Linked DNA regions of Mus musculus: region 1 is linked to region 2. The links are chromatin contacts, called in public Hi-C maps. All regions are on one chromosome and are shown on one strand. Each heading gives the region's core, a stretch centred on a gene start, on an enhancer-like site or on the middle of the called end of the contact. The rest is flanking DNA. Distances are from core to core; before and after follow the strand shown.

Evidence for each region. A called contact is a pair of places that touch in the nucleus more often than the background predicts.
Region 1: a contact with region 2 is called in a Hi-C map of nephron progenitors, with 2.1 times the contacts expected there. The contact joins two enhancer-like sites. A contact is called at or near these places in 1 of 15 datasets of contacts at CTCF or cohesin (the NIH/3T3 cell line) and 6 of 484 Hi-C or Micro-C datasets (8-cell embryo, embryonic fibroblasts, embryonic stem cells and 2 more).

What each region holds. Positions count from the first base shown.
Region 1 is chr14:46,510,704-46,517,223 of GRCm38.p6, forward strand. No RefSeq gene overlaps it. Among named protein-coding and RNA genes, the nearest start is that of E130120K24Rik, 32 kb to the right of the region's middle. Within about 2 kb of position 3,773, at least 6 of the 459 cell types and tissues checked have an H3K27ac peak or open chromatin away from gene starts, as enhancers often do. A contact at or near this core is called in nephron progenitors, where this site is marked.
Region 2 is chr14:46,435,537-46,441,759 of GRCm38.p6, forward strand. No RefSeq gene overlaps it. Among named protein-coding and RNA genes, the nearest start is that of Gm34756, 43 kb to the right of the region's middle. RefSeq lists enhancers at 1,015-1,481, 1,072-1,467. Within about 2 kb of position 1,340, at least 63 of the 459 cell types and tissues checked have an H3K27ac peak or open chromatin away from gene starts, as enhancers often do. A contact at or near this core is called in nephron progenitors, where this site is marked.

The DNA.
Region 1 (6,520 bases), core at 2,523-5,022, 78 kb after region 2:
CCGGAGTTCAAATCCCAGCAACCACATGGTGGCTCACAACCATCCTAACGAGATCTGACTCCCTCTTCTGGAGTGTCTGAAGACTGCTACAGTGTACTTACATATAAATAAATAAATCTTTTAAAAAAAAAAAAAAAAAGTATACACCAGATTAGAAATCAAACTCCCTACCAAAAATGTAGTGAGGTCAGCAATGTATTTATCTTGCCGTGGAAGCCAAATAGCTATGGAACAGCATGGGCCCACTGAACTGAAGGACAGAACATAAAGAATTAAATACAAGCCAGAAAGTAGCCAATGGTTTAGCTGAGTAACTGCATCGATACATGCAGCACAGCACACCACTGTGCCACGGTGTTAGAAGCTACAAACGCATGTGATGTTTTGCTCGTCTGTATTCATTCTCTTCGTCGTGGAACTGTGACAAATATCTGATATGAACAACTTTTGTAAAGGAAAGATCTGCTCATAATTGCAGAGGGTACAGTCAGGATAGTCTCTTGGTCCATGTACTTGGTGGGAGAACATCATGGCAGTGGAAGAAGAGAGCTAGTACCTCCTTCTTCAGACAGAGAGGGGAGGGGGAAGGCACAAAGGAATAGAGAGGGGGAGGAGGGAAGGAAGGAGGGAGGGAGGGAGGGAGGGAGGGAGGGAGGGAGGGAGGGAGGGAGGGACGGAGGGAGGGAGAGTGAATAAGAACAAACCAAGGACAAGATAGCACCCAGGGTCTGTCTCTGATTACCTAGTTTTTCCACCTAAGGCCAACCTCCTACAATTTCCAGAACCCCTCAACAAAAGTGCCTCCAGACCTCAGGCTTGGCAAAGGACTCTGCAGGGGACATTTCAGTACATGTCAGGCTTGGCAAAGGACTCTGCAGGGGACATTTCAGTACACTCCAAGCAGGATGAGGTTGCTGTGGTTTTGTTTTTGGACAGTGCTGGACCAACAGGCAGAAGGCCTCAGCCATGCTAGACCATGTTCTGTTATTGAACTATCTCCCCAGCCCACAACGCACCATTTAATTATGTGTCGGCACATCTATTATTTAATCTTCATTATAATCCCATGGACTGGGAAAACATCGCTCTTCATCTATTATTACAAATTAAAAGGCCAACGGTAGCTCAGTATTGAGACTAGGAGACAAGATAGGTAATTAGTGACAAGGTTTCCATATAAACACTGAACATTAAGGGAAAAGTTGGGGACTGACTGACAAACTTGGAAGAGCTTTTTCCAGTCTGTTTTTGCTCATTTAGTCAAGGTACGGTGGCAAACCAAGACAACAAAACTATTGGCCTTCCTTGTAGAGATGTGTACCTGTTCTGTTGAAAATGTGATGGCTTATATTTGTCCAGAGCTTCTGCCTAAAAGAATAATTTGAGCAAACACAAATTACCTTTTATTCCCAAACTGACCTTCTTGCGATGCATACTAACTGACCAGGATTGAGAAGCCATTGTCCCATTTCAATTCATTTCTTTCTTAAGTTGTCATTTAGCCTTCAGTCTATGAACTCAGAAATGGCTCATGACCTGTTGCCAGGTTGCCAGAGCAAACACATACCAATGATTAGCTTGCTCAGACAGCTCCAGGGCCACTCACACCACATACTTGCCAGCTGGGAGCTTCATGTTTTCAGAGTTTTGCAATCTTTGGTAAATGTGCTAAAATCCATTATTTATGATGACAAGCCCTTCCCTCTGACCCTGTCTAGCATAGACATTCCAGGGATGAAGGAGGATCCATTTATACAGATAAGTCTCTAACACATAAATGGTCCTTAAAACTGACCTTCTCTCAAAGGCCCCAAGATCTCCTTCCCCCCAAAAATCTCCATTTCTAGAACTAGTGGCTGCCCTCAGATTAGACAAGTGATTCTACACTTTGTGCTGTCCGTCCTACAATTTCTTAAAGACTAGAAGAGAAGGCAACAACATTGGCTTATTTTATTGTGTTGATTTTCTTTTGAAAACAGCATCTCCTAGCTACCCTAGGCTGAGCTAAATTCACCATATCCTTACCTCAGCTTTCCTGGGCCTTGGATTGCAGGTGTGTACCACAACCCTGGTCTCTGCAACACACACATTTATTCTTTTCTTCAGTCATTCAACCATGCAACACACTGATGGTGAAAAACATGAGGGTGGGGTGCCCTCTTGGGAATCCCACTCAGCGAAGCACTAACAGCCTTTCAGACCTCTCTGCCCCAGCAAAGTCCATGGGATGGCACAAAGAGGAGGCTTTACCAAGCATTCAGAGACAGGGGGACTGATCAAAGTGTTAGAAAAGACTTCAGGAAAGTGAATGGGGATTTGTGAGCTGGGCTTTGGAGAACAAGGAAGGACTTTCCTCCAGGAGAGATCGGAGGAAGTGGCAGTGCAGGCAGAGAGAATGGTCTAAGCCAAGGACAAGGAAGCAGAAGTGGGGCTGAGAGGTAAGGAGCGCAAATGCGCTGTGTGGTCAGAACACACAACAGAGGCCAAGGATATAATTTGGAACCAAACATCCAAGTCCTTGACCACTTGGATGAATTTCTGCCACCTTACTGAGTCAACAGGAGAGCCATTAAAAGTTTAGACGGAGAAGCAATAGGTGCCAAACAGTGAAACAAAGAGGTTGCTTTGGGGAAAGGTATCAAGTGACCTTTAATTCCTAAAGGTTGGAGTCCAGGGGATGATGGGTAAGGAGTCTTTTACCATAGACTAACTGAGGCAATTAGGTCTTACAGTGAAGCCACAAGAGTGGGAGAGAGGGAATAACAAACAGGATTTGGTATGGAAAGGGGGAGAAATGAAAGGCTAAACTCCCAGGTCTTGAGTCAGTGCCTGGAAAAATTTATATTGTGGATAAAAATGTTTAGACTCAAATTTATACAAAGATTTAGAGATCTTAAAGATTTATTTCAGGACTGCCTGTGGGGTTATCCTTTCCTACCTCTCTAAAAAAATAAAATAAGAAAGAGAGAATGAAAGAACGAAAGAACAAAAGGAAGGAGGGAGGGAGGGAGGGAGGGAGGGAGGAAGGAAGGAAGGAAGGAAGGAAGGAAGGAAGGAAGGAAGGAAGGAAGGAAGGAAGGAAGGAAGGAAGGAAAAGGAAGACTATTATTTTCGAGAATGGGCCCGGACAGCTGGTGGCTTTCACCACATTCTTCCATAAGGCCTCTTTTTCCATGGGATTAGCTGTTTTGGAGTGGAGTGTTGGAAAGAAAAACAGACAGTTCTCACTATGATCAGTCTAATGTCTACCTTGCTGCCATTCCTACTTTGACAGTCTATACAACATGCATGGGTCTTCCCAAGGTCCACTGAGATCTAGGCAATGAAAAACTCCTTCTGAGGGAGAGAGACATAGAGGCACTCCATTGAGAGTGTCACAGACACATGGGTCAGTTCTGACAGCACTCACTATGGAGCACTGAGGTATGGAAGGGAACCTCTTTAATCCCCCTCAACCACAGGAACCAAGGTGGCTCTGGGAACAGCAGGTCCCTCAGTTCAAATGACATGGGAAATACTCCATCTCCCCAATGTCCCAGCATGGATGGTGACATTCTGCATGAAGGAGCAGGCCTATGGGAAAGTCAGGGATATCCTCCTCACCTCCGGTGGATGAGGCCAAGAGAAAGAGAACAGGTACCATTCTCAGCATTGGGAAACCTAACCTGTCTACACAAACAATTAACCTAAAAGGCCACTCTGTACTCTCCCAGTGGGCCCAGATGTTGCACTTCACTGTAGGTAAACGTTATTTTTAGAGACATAAGAATCCAGCATCCAAAATTTATCACCCATCTGAGTGGGAGACATAGAGCCCAGAACAGATTTATATGTTTAGGGGGTAGGAGTGGAGTTTAAGCTCAATAAAATCTTAACTATGCTTTACTTTTTAATTTAACTTTCAAACATTGCTTTCCTGTTTTGTGACTGAGACTCTTGCACATGTCACCCTTTTAGTGAAGTATCACAGGAAAGACATTTTTGTGGTGTTTAATGGAAATAATTTTTCTTGCGGTGTTGCTCTGATACCCTGGGAAACTGGCTGTAGGAGCCGTCTTGGGCTAATTTATTAAGCAGTCACTAGTTTAAAACAACTTACCCTGTTTCAGCTCACTGGAGATCTGTTACTGGCTCTTGGGAAGACAAAAAAGAGCTGAAGACTGATAAATTTTGTAGATCATCTTGATACAGACAAAAGGAAGTGCTGGTGTTGTGTATTTCAAGGCCAGGCAGGGGCAGAACACACTGGCATGAGTCTATGGATGAAGGCTTAAATACCAGCGGCAATTCATTCGAATAACAGTGGACTGGGCTGGAGCTCCGACAGTGTGGCTGAACACTCTAAAGAAATGTTCAGACTCTCTCTCTGGAACACATTTTCATAAGAAATGCCTTCTAAACCATGCATATAGCCCTAACCATAGGAAATGAAGAGTTCTGTCTGCAGAGAAAGCCACTGATGATCCCTACAGATGTTAGAATCTGTGCTTTCTCCAGATGCCCTAGGACCGAAGGAAGGCCTTGGCCTTGATGGTACATTGGAATCACCAGGGAGCGTCACAAAGCTCAGAGGCCTGGATCCTGTCTTGTAGGTTTAATGACTTTGGTCTGGAGTTTAGCCTGAGATGGAGGAGTTCTAAATCCACGAGATTCTACCATGCAGTTAAAAGTCCAAGAACCACTGCCCTGGAAAGTAGACATAGATCTGCCTGATATCCCAGAGCTGTCAGGCAACTGTGCTGACCGAATGTAGGAGCTCTTCTTAAAATGTAACTCATGGTCGCCGAGCATCAGCAGAGGATCCACAGTAAACTGCTTCAGGGTGGACCCTCAATTCCAAATGCTGTGCCATGTGAAGGAAGCTTTGGGACAGAGCAAACAAAACGAGAGACATTGAGGAGATGGAAAAATCACTTTCACTGGGTTTTAAACTGGGCTGCCCACCTCCCAAGACAACTTGGCCCTGACCCTTTCATCAGAGTTAGAGGGACTCCTGAGCAAAAGCACTTTTGTTTGTTAATTTGTTCATTTTAAATTTCTTTTATTTATTTTTATGTTATTTATTACTTATCCTTCAAAAATTACATATATATATATATATATAAAATCCCTCTCACATCTTACATCCCTCACACTCCCATAGAACCTCTTTGTCTCCCCAACAAGTTAGCCCTCCTACCCATGTCTCTCTGTGTGCACCCCACTGTATTGAATTAAAATTGCTCCTCTCTGTGTGTACCCCACTGTATTGAATTAAAATCGCTCACATAAGCTTGACTGAGAGGTTATTTTTCACGAGCAAAGGCAACTTACTCTACATCACCGAGGACTCTCTTCCCTCCCAGCATCTATTAACTAACTGCCTGTGGCTCCTTAGGAAGGACTGAGGGCCTCATGAGTCTCCCTCCTCAGGCTCAATGGGAAGTTAGCGGTCCTAGGCTTAAGCAGGTCTTGTGCAGGTAAGCATCCATTCTGTGAGAATCCATGCCCACATGTCCAGAAGGCAGCATCTCACGACATCCCTCTCCATCTTCTGACTTTCATATTCTCCCATCCTTCCTCCCACTGATACTCCTCTCCGAACCTTGGAGGTGGGTGATGTAGCTACCTCACCCAAGATCAAGCACTGATTGCTGATTTGAAGAATCATGCCCCCTTACATATGAAGATACATAGGAACCACCTGCAGGACTCACTAAACACACAGCTTCCTCGTTGTGGTCCTGAGGCTCCTGAGTCACAGGGTTGGAGTAGGGCCCAGGAATCTAAAGTCTTCAGAACTCTCCAGGTGACTGTGACTAAGGTTCTCTGAACCCCGCCTTGGAGAAACTGAATCATCCCATCACCAGGCAACTGAATTGTTCTTCTTTGGTTAAATATATTATCAGTCAAAGAAAACAAAACAATAGCTCTTAGTGAAGTGGGTTGTGGTAATTTTCCCCCAAAGCACTTAACTAAAATTCTTATCGAAAAAACCTCCAAAAATATCCTTTTTGGGGAGGGCCATGTTTACTCCTATTTTCAGTTTATCTACCAAAAAGAATGAAGATGGATGGCTATAAACACGAAGCAGATGCAGCCATTCCCACAGCTGTGAGCCAATAGAGTTCTTGGGAATCGTGGGGCACCTTTCAAAATCAAAACTCCTCTCATGTTTCAAAGGATCACAAATGTGGATGGAGCCCAAACAACCACCATGACAATACTCGTTCCCAGGATAAGGAAATGTGTGGACGGGAATGGCTATGTTTCTCTAGGTTCAGAATTTCCGAGAGTGATTGGAAAGGCTGTTTGCATTTATTTTTTAAATATAACAAACTTTCATTATGGAGGTTTATCCCACCTGGAATCCAGGAAAATGGAAAGAGATGATAGTGTCATTTTGAGTTTGGAGTTGAAATATCAACAAACTATTTATCCAGTATCTTTTTCTGGTTCTCTCTCTGTGTGTGTGTGTGTGTGTGTGTGTGTGTGTGTGTGTGTGTGTGTGTGTATACTTTTTGCAAGATGCAGCTCTAAT
Region 2 (6,223 bases), core at 90-2,589:
AGAACTGAATAATTTTCCTGATTTCCCAATTCCTTCTTTCCTTGGTATAAAGTTGCAGTCATTTTAAATCAAGCCTCGCGCTCTGGTCATCAGGGAAAGCTGGCAGACTGGGAAGAGTTGAGCCAAGTGACAAACCAACTGTTTGTGCTTCACAAAGGCAACGTTCTAATGTCTCTGGTCTCACAGTTTTAATGTGGATTTCTGAGTAATAATAATGGCTACTTCGGTTGCCTGTCAGGTTCTCACACAGGATCTTTCTAGTTTTTTCAACACAAACATGCCTGTACACACTCAGAGGATCACAGGAAATATGCTCTTACATCCCGAGTTATTTAGATGCTCCTGAGAGATCAACTCACCTATGTGGTTAAGTAGCTACTGTATATATTTTAAGTCAATCTTCCAAGGCAAGTGAAATATTTTAACCATAACAGCAGTTGTTAAATAAAATAAAATGTTAAATAAAATAAAATAAAATAAAATTCAATGATGCAAAATACTAAGACTGTATTTTCTCCCTGGACTGCATCAAAGCGGTTCATTATTTACTGGGTCCCCAGAAGTTCAAATAGACTCATGGTTTATGGCAGTTGTTGCTGTCTCAGGAACTGAAATGTGTGTGTGTGTGTGTGTGTGTGTGTGTGTGTGTGTGTGTGTGTGTGTGTGTGTAGCAGACGTGAGGGGGTGGGATAGAAACAGAACTCCAGCTTGTCTTGGTTGGGGCAGTGTGTGTTTGTGTGTGTGTGTGTGTGTGTGTGTGTGTGTGTGTGTGTGTGCTCGTTGTTTCCTTGTCATTAAAGATAAGGTTCCACTTTGCTTCCCAAACTGGCCTTGAACTCACAGTTCTCCTCTTGTTTTAGCTTTCCCCAAGGCTGAGTTATCAGCTGAGACTCACTCCAGGCTCAGATGTGGTTCTGATTCACATCTTCTCTAAAGGGCTAAATAGACAGCAAGCATGACTTAAGAAAGGGGGCCTCCTTCTGTTCCGGCTGGGTGGCTTCCCGGGGGAACTCTGAGTCTCCTTTCAGCCTTGCCCCTGCGCTAACTGGTTTTGATCTTTTCCTCCTGCCCTTAGACTCCTCAGAGCTTGAACACAAATTTCAGCCCTGAGTAACAGAGAGAGGGAAGGCAGGAGGTTAAACCAAACTGTTAACTGTGTCTCTTCAAAACTGACATTTAATACAGGGTGTAAATCACTAGGGGGGCCTGTTACTCCTTCAGGAATGCAATTACATAGGGTCAAATAAAACATGAAAGAAACCAACAAGTTTTAAAATGTAGTATGTGCTCAAAAGCAGGCAGGAAGGAATTCGAAGCAGCCCAAAAATGCTAACACTCACTGCTGTCCTGCGAGAGGGCTGGGAGAAGAGGGCTCTTCACGGTAAGGATTATGTAGGGAACTTTGGGAAGCAGAGCTTCTCAGTTTTCAGTTCTGCAAGCCTGGCAGCCTTTCCAGGATGCTACTTTCATCCCCAGAAGGGGTCTGCTGGCCAGGGCTACAGAGCAGCACCAGCGCGCTGCCCTCCGGGGAGCACTTGCTGAGTTCACACACCAAGGACGAGCCAACCTGAAAGCTGGTTCTCTCTTTCACACTAAATCTTAAAAAGAAGTCAGTGCAGGTCTGAATCTGTGGGTGGCAGCATTCACGCTGGCTGGGTGCTAAGGTTCCCCTGTGTTTATGTGGCTCCTTGTGATTGTGTCGTTAAGGGGGAAGCTTAATGTGAACTTGCATTTGATTTTGAGAAGTGTCTGTTAATGGTTTGGTGTGTTTGAACAACTGGAGTAGGGTCCTTTTCGGTTTAACAGCCTTGTGAGCCATGGTGATGGCTTATCTCAGCTTTGGGGCTCTCTTTTTTTTTTTTTTTTTTTTTAAGTGTTAGATGTCCTGTAAGACCCTGACTATCCTCAGCTTCTACAAAAAAGATGGCGTCCAGCCTGTTCTGTCTTACAGAGTGGTGATTTCACATACAGGGTGAAAAGATAAAATGTGAGGGAGGGGTAGAGTACCTTTAGCAGGCCAATGCTAAGGTGCTCCCTTGAGAAATTATGCCACACAACAGATCTGGTGTAAGAAGTTTACTGGTGGGGGGGGGGAGTGGTGAAGGTCTTGGAGTAAGGACATGAAAAAGAGACAGAGGCATATGGGCAGACAGAGGGACAGAGGAAACAGGAGAGGGCTGCCTGTGTGTGTGTGGAGAGAGAGAGAGAGACCCATAGAGGAGAGAGAGAGAGAGAGAGAGAGAGAGAGAGAGAGAGAGAGAGAGAGAGAGAGAGAGAGAGAGAGAGAGAGAGAGATGGTTGGGGGACCATTTTACCCACAGCATGTACCTGGAGATTGCTAGGTCCCTGGAAGCAAGCCAATGAGATCGCCTGTTTGCTAACACAGGGTGTATTGTCCCTCCCTGCTGGGCTTCTTGTCACCCATGTTCTCAAAGTGTGTAAGCAAACATGGAATCTGAATTCAGCCAAGAGAACCTGTGTGTAATAGATACTCTAGCTGGGGCATGTGTGTGTGTGTATATGTGTGTGTGTGTGTGTGTGTGTGTGTGTGTGTATGTATGTGTTAAGTTGCCTTGAATTTCTGAGTTCAACTGGTCCTCCTGTCTTAGCCTCTCTAGTGCGTGAGGAAACCAGAACACACCATCAAGCCTAGCTTGCTCATATTTTTACATTCTGTTTTTAACAATCGTGCACAGCCCATGTGCAGATCTTCTAGGGAGAGGAGATGGTTGAGAAAGGACACTGGGATTCCAGCCTGGTTTTCATTCCCACAGAAGCACTAAGTATTAGAACCTAGTTCTTACTTCTGAAAAAGGAAAGTCATTTCAAATAAACAGTGATTAAAACTTGATTTTTTTTAAATCATGCATACCAAATGAAACAAACTCCAAAGTGGACTTCTTCGAGTCTAATGAAAAGGTTTGTAACCTGCGTTGCTTGGGTTCTCTTGGATGAATCTTGGTAGCCTTACCTCATATGTCCCTATCTATACTCACAAGAAAACTGGTGCCCAGTGGCCAGTCCCTGTGAATTCCGCTTCCAGGAGTTCCTGCAGAGGTTGAGCATTTCCTGCTCTGAAGTAGGCTTGCTTCACCACAGGTCTCAGAGATGGGCCATTGCCCAAGTTTCTTCCCATGTCAGCAGATTCCATTCACTCCTGCCTCTAGCTCCATCAGTCACATGAAAATGCTTAGCCCAAGAGGTGTACCATCTGACTTCAAGCTGAATATGAATTGTCTCAGTTCAGCTATTGAAAGGGGTAACATTTACTGAGGGATGACAACATGCCACCTCCCCTCTTTCAGCTCTTCCTGTGACTTCTGACCATGAGGCTGGGAACATGTCCATGCCAAGAGAATTCACCTCTCTGTGAGTGTTTCCTTGCTACCACTGTGATACCTCTGAGGTGACATCCATGCTCTTGTGACTGACTGACCACATGCACTTCTAGACTTAGCAGCCCATACTTTCCTTTCCTGACTATCTCTGTCCTGATCAGATCTGCTGTCAGGAACAGTCTCTACATCTTGTCAAAGTCAAGGAAGTTGATAGAGAGCTAGGAGGAATGGTGGCTCAGAAACTAAAGAAAAGAGTGTGGTACAATCTAGAGAGATGGCTCCGTGGTTAAGAGCACTGGTTGCTCCTTCAGAGGACTAGGGACCAATCCCCAGCTCAAAACCTCCCGTACCTCCAGTTCCAGGGCATCTTCTGGCCTTCACAGTCAACTACAGACATACATGTGTTACACACACACACACACACACACACACACACACACACACACACACACACACATATATAGGTAGGCAACTCCTACACATAAAATACAATTAATCAATCTTTATTTTTTTAAAGAGTGAGAAACATGAAGGGATGGAAAGCTACCTTCCTGCCATTTTCAAAAAAAAGGGGGGGGTTGATTTATGTGCTGGAGAAGGAACCCCAGCTTTGGGAAGCAAACTGATCTGCATTTGACTTCCTGCCCAAGCACTTCTGAGCTATGTGATCTTAGGTACGATACCTCACGTCTGTAAAACTCAGCTCCCTATCTATATCGGGAGGGTTTACTCTGAGGAGTGGAAATCATGCATACACAGAGAGTGCATCCTATACCTAGGAGGTATTTAATAAGTGGGTCGGTTATGCCAGGGTGATAGATTTGACAGGAGAAAGTGACCCTCCAGGAGCTGTGTGCCACAGGCCCTCTGTGCTTTACCACCTACTGGGTTTCCTCCAAAGGCTCTAGGAACCCTGAGCTGTGACTCTCAACCCCACCCACACTCGCTCACTGGCCTTAGGCAAGTCACTTATCTGACTCAATTGCTTCATCTGGAAAGGGGAGGAAAATAATGTTTACCTTCCTCAGAGGAATGTTGAGAGAAGTAATGAATGCTTGCAAAGTACCCTGAGATCTACAGATGAAAGGCACTGTGGGATTGCAAAGTATGATTATAAATATTAGTGTTATTCTGACACATTTGCATGCCTGCATGTGTGAGCAAATTTGCACCTGAGAGCACTGTAAGAAAGTAGGTAACTTTCAAGTAGGCAGCTCATAGAGTTTCATATATGGGCCTATTATAACATAGACCTCTAGTACGGCCTGGAGTTAAGTCCTCCCCAGATGCTGCTTGGACTAGTGTCCCCTATGCTTGTAGCTGAAACTTGGTTGCATGTTAAACCTATTCCCAAGCTGCATGGGAAGATGAGGAAGAGTGTAAGTTCACAGCCTGGTGGGCTACAGAGCGAGTTCAAGGTCAGTCTGGGTAACTTGTAAAAATCTTATCTCAAAAATTAAAAAATAAGATGGCCTAGTCGGCCATCACTGGAAAGAGAGGCCCATTGGACACACAAACTTTATATGCCCCAGAACAGGGGAACGCCAGGGCCAAAAAGGGGGAGTGGGCGGGTAGGGGAGTGGGGGTGGGTGGGTATGGGGGACTTTTGGTATAGCATTGGAAATGTAAATGAGCTAAATACCTAATAAAAATGGAAAGAAAAAAAAGAATTACAGTGCACAGTTTCAAGTACTGATCAATGTTGCAACCTGCAGGATTCTAAGTGAAAAAAAAAATTAAAAAATAAAAATTAGGGGGTAGGAATGTAGATCAATTGTGTACTGCACGCCTCACACGAACCACATTCATGAGGCCCCAGCCTCCATCTCCAGCATGGAGGAGGGGTAGAAGACTGGGATAGTGGCATAGGCTCTAGAGGCACTCCCAGCATCCTGGAGGCAGAGGTAGACAAGATGAGTTCAATGCTAGCCTGGTTCTACAGCGCTAGTTCCAAGAGAGCCAAGGTTACATAGAGAGAACCTGTCTTGAAAAACCAAAAAGAAAAAGAAAAGATTAAAATATGTGATATCTCCCTAAATAAGCAATGAATTGTAACTTTCTCAGTTTTCTCTAATACCTAACTCAAAAAACAAACAAAAAACCCTTACCTTGATCTTCAGAGAATTTATTCCTAAATTAACCATATTCTTTTGCATTAAAAAAATCATAAAAATTAGACTGCAAAGAATTCCCTTCTCTGAGTTTTCTTTGGAATCCTTAACAGCACCAGGCTCCAGGCCGAGTCCCTCACTCCTCTCCGAGGCCCCCATGGTTCCCTTTGGCATCCTCACCATTAGGTACTGTGTGATAATATTATCAGGCAGTTGATGGTCATATCTTATCATTGCTCCCAGGAGACCCCCTCTGTGCTTCTAGGAATAAACCAGTGGCAACAGATGGAAGTTATATGAGGAAGCTGGACTCCCCCGTGCCTCAGGACTAACCCTCAGTGGCAGATGATGCTATGTGAGGCTCTGGCCGCCTCCTCCAGAGCAGCACATGAGTGTGAACACGCTCTCCATTCAAACCACACAGCCTGGCAAGAAACACCAAGGTTGATTCCAAAATCTGGGTTTCCAGCCACCCTAGACAGCAACAGAGTCTAAAGGAGAACAAGGCTGTGATCCTCAGGAAAGAACATTCTGGAACCTCAGAGACCAACAGCTCTGCCCTTGAGAAGTGTCATCGCCTTTGCTTCTGAGCTGTGTAGGCCATTGAGAAAGCAGCTAGCCACCTCTGGCAGGGACAATTGCTTGAATTTCTCAAAGCCTGTGGCTGAGATGCTGGCTCCAGAAGGTGCTGTCTAGAATGGAAATACGCTGCATGAAAGTCAACGTTCCAGATTACACTAGTAGTGCTCTGGAATCCGCCCACAGCCGCTTGGG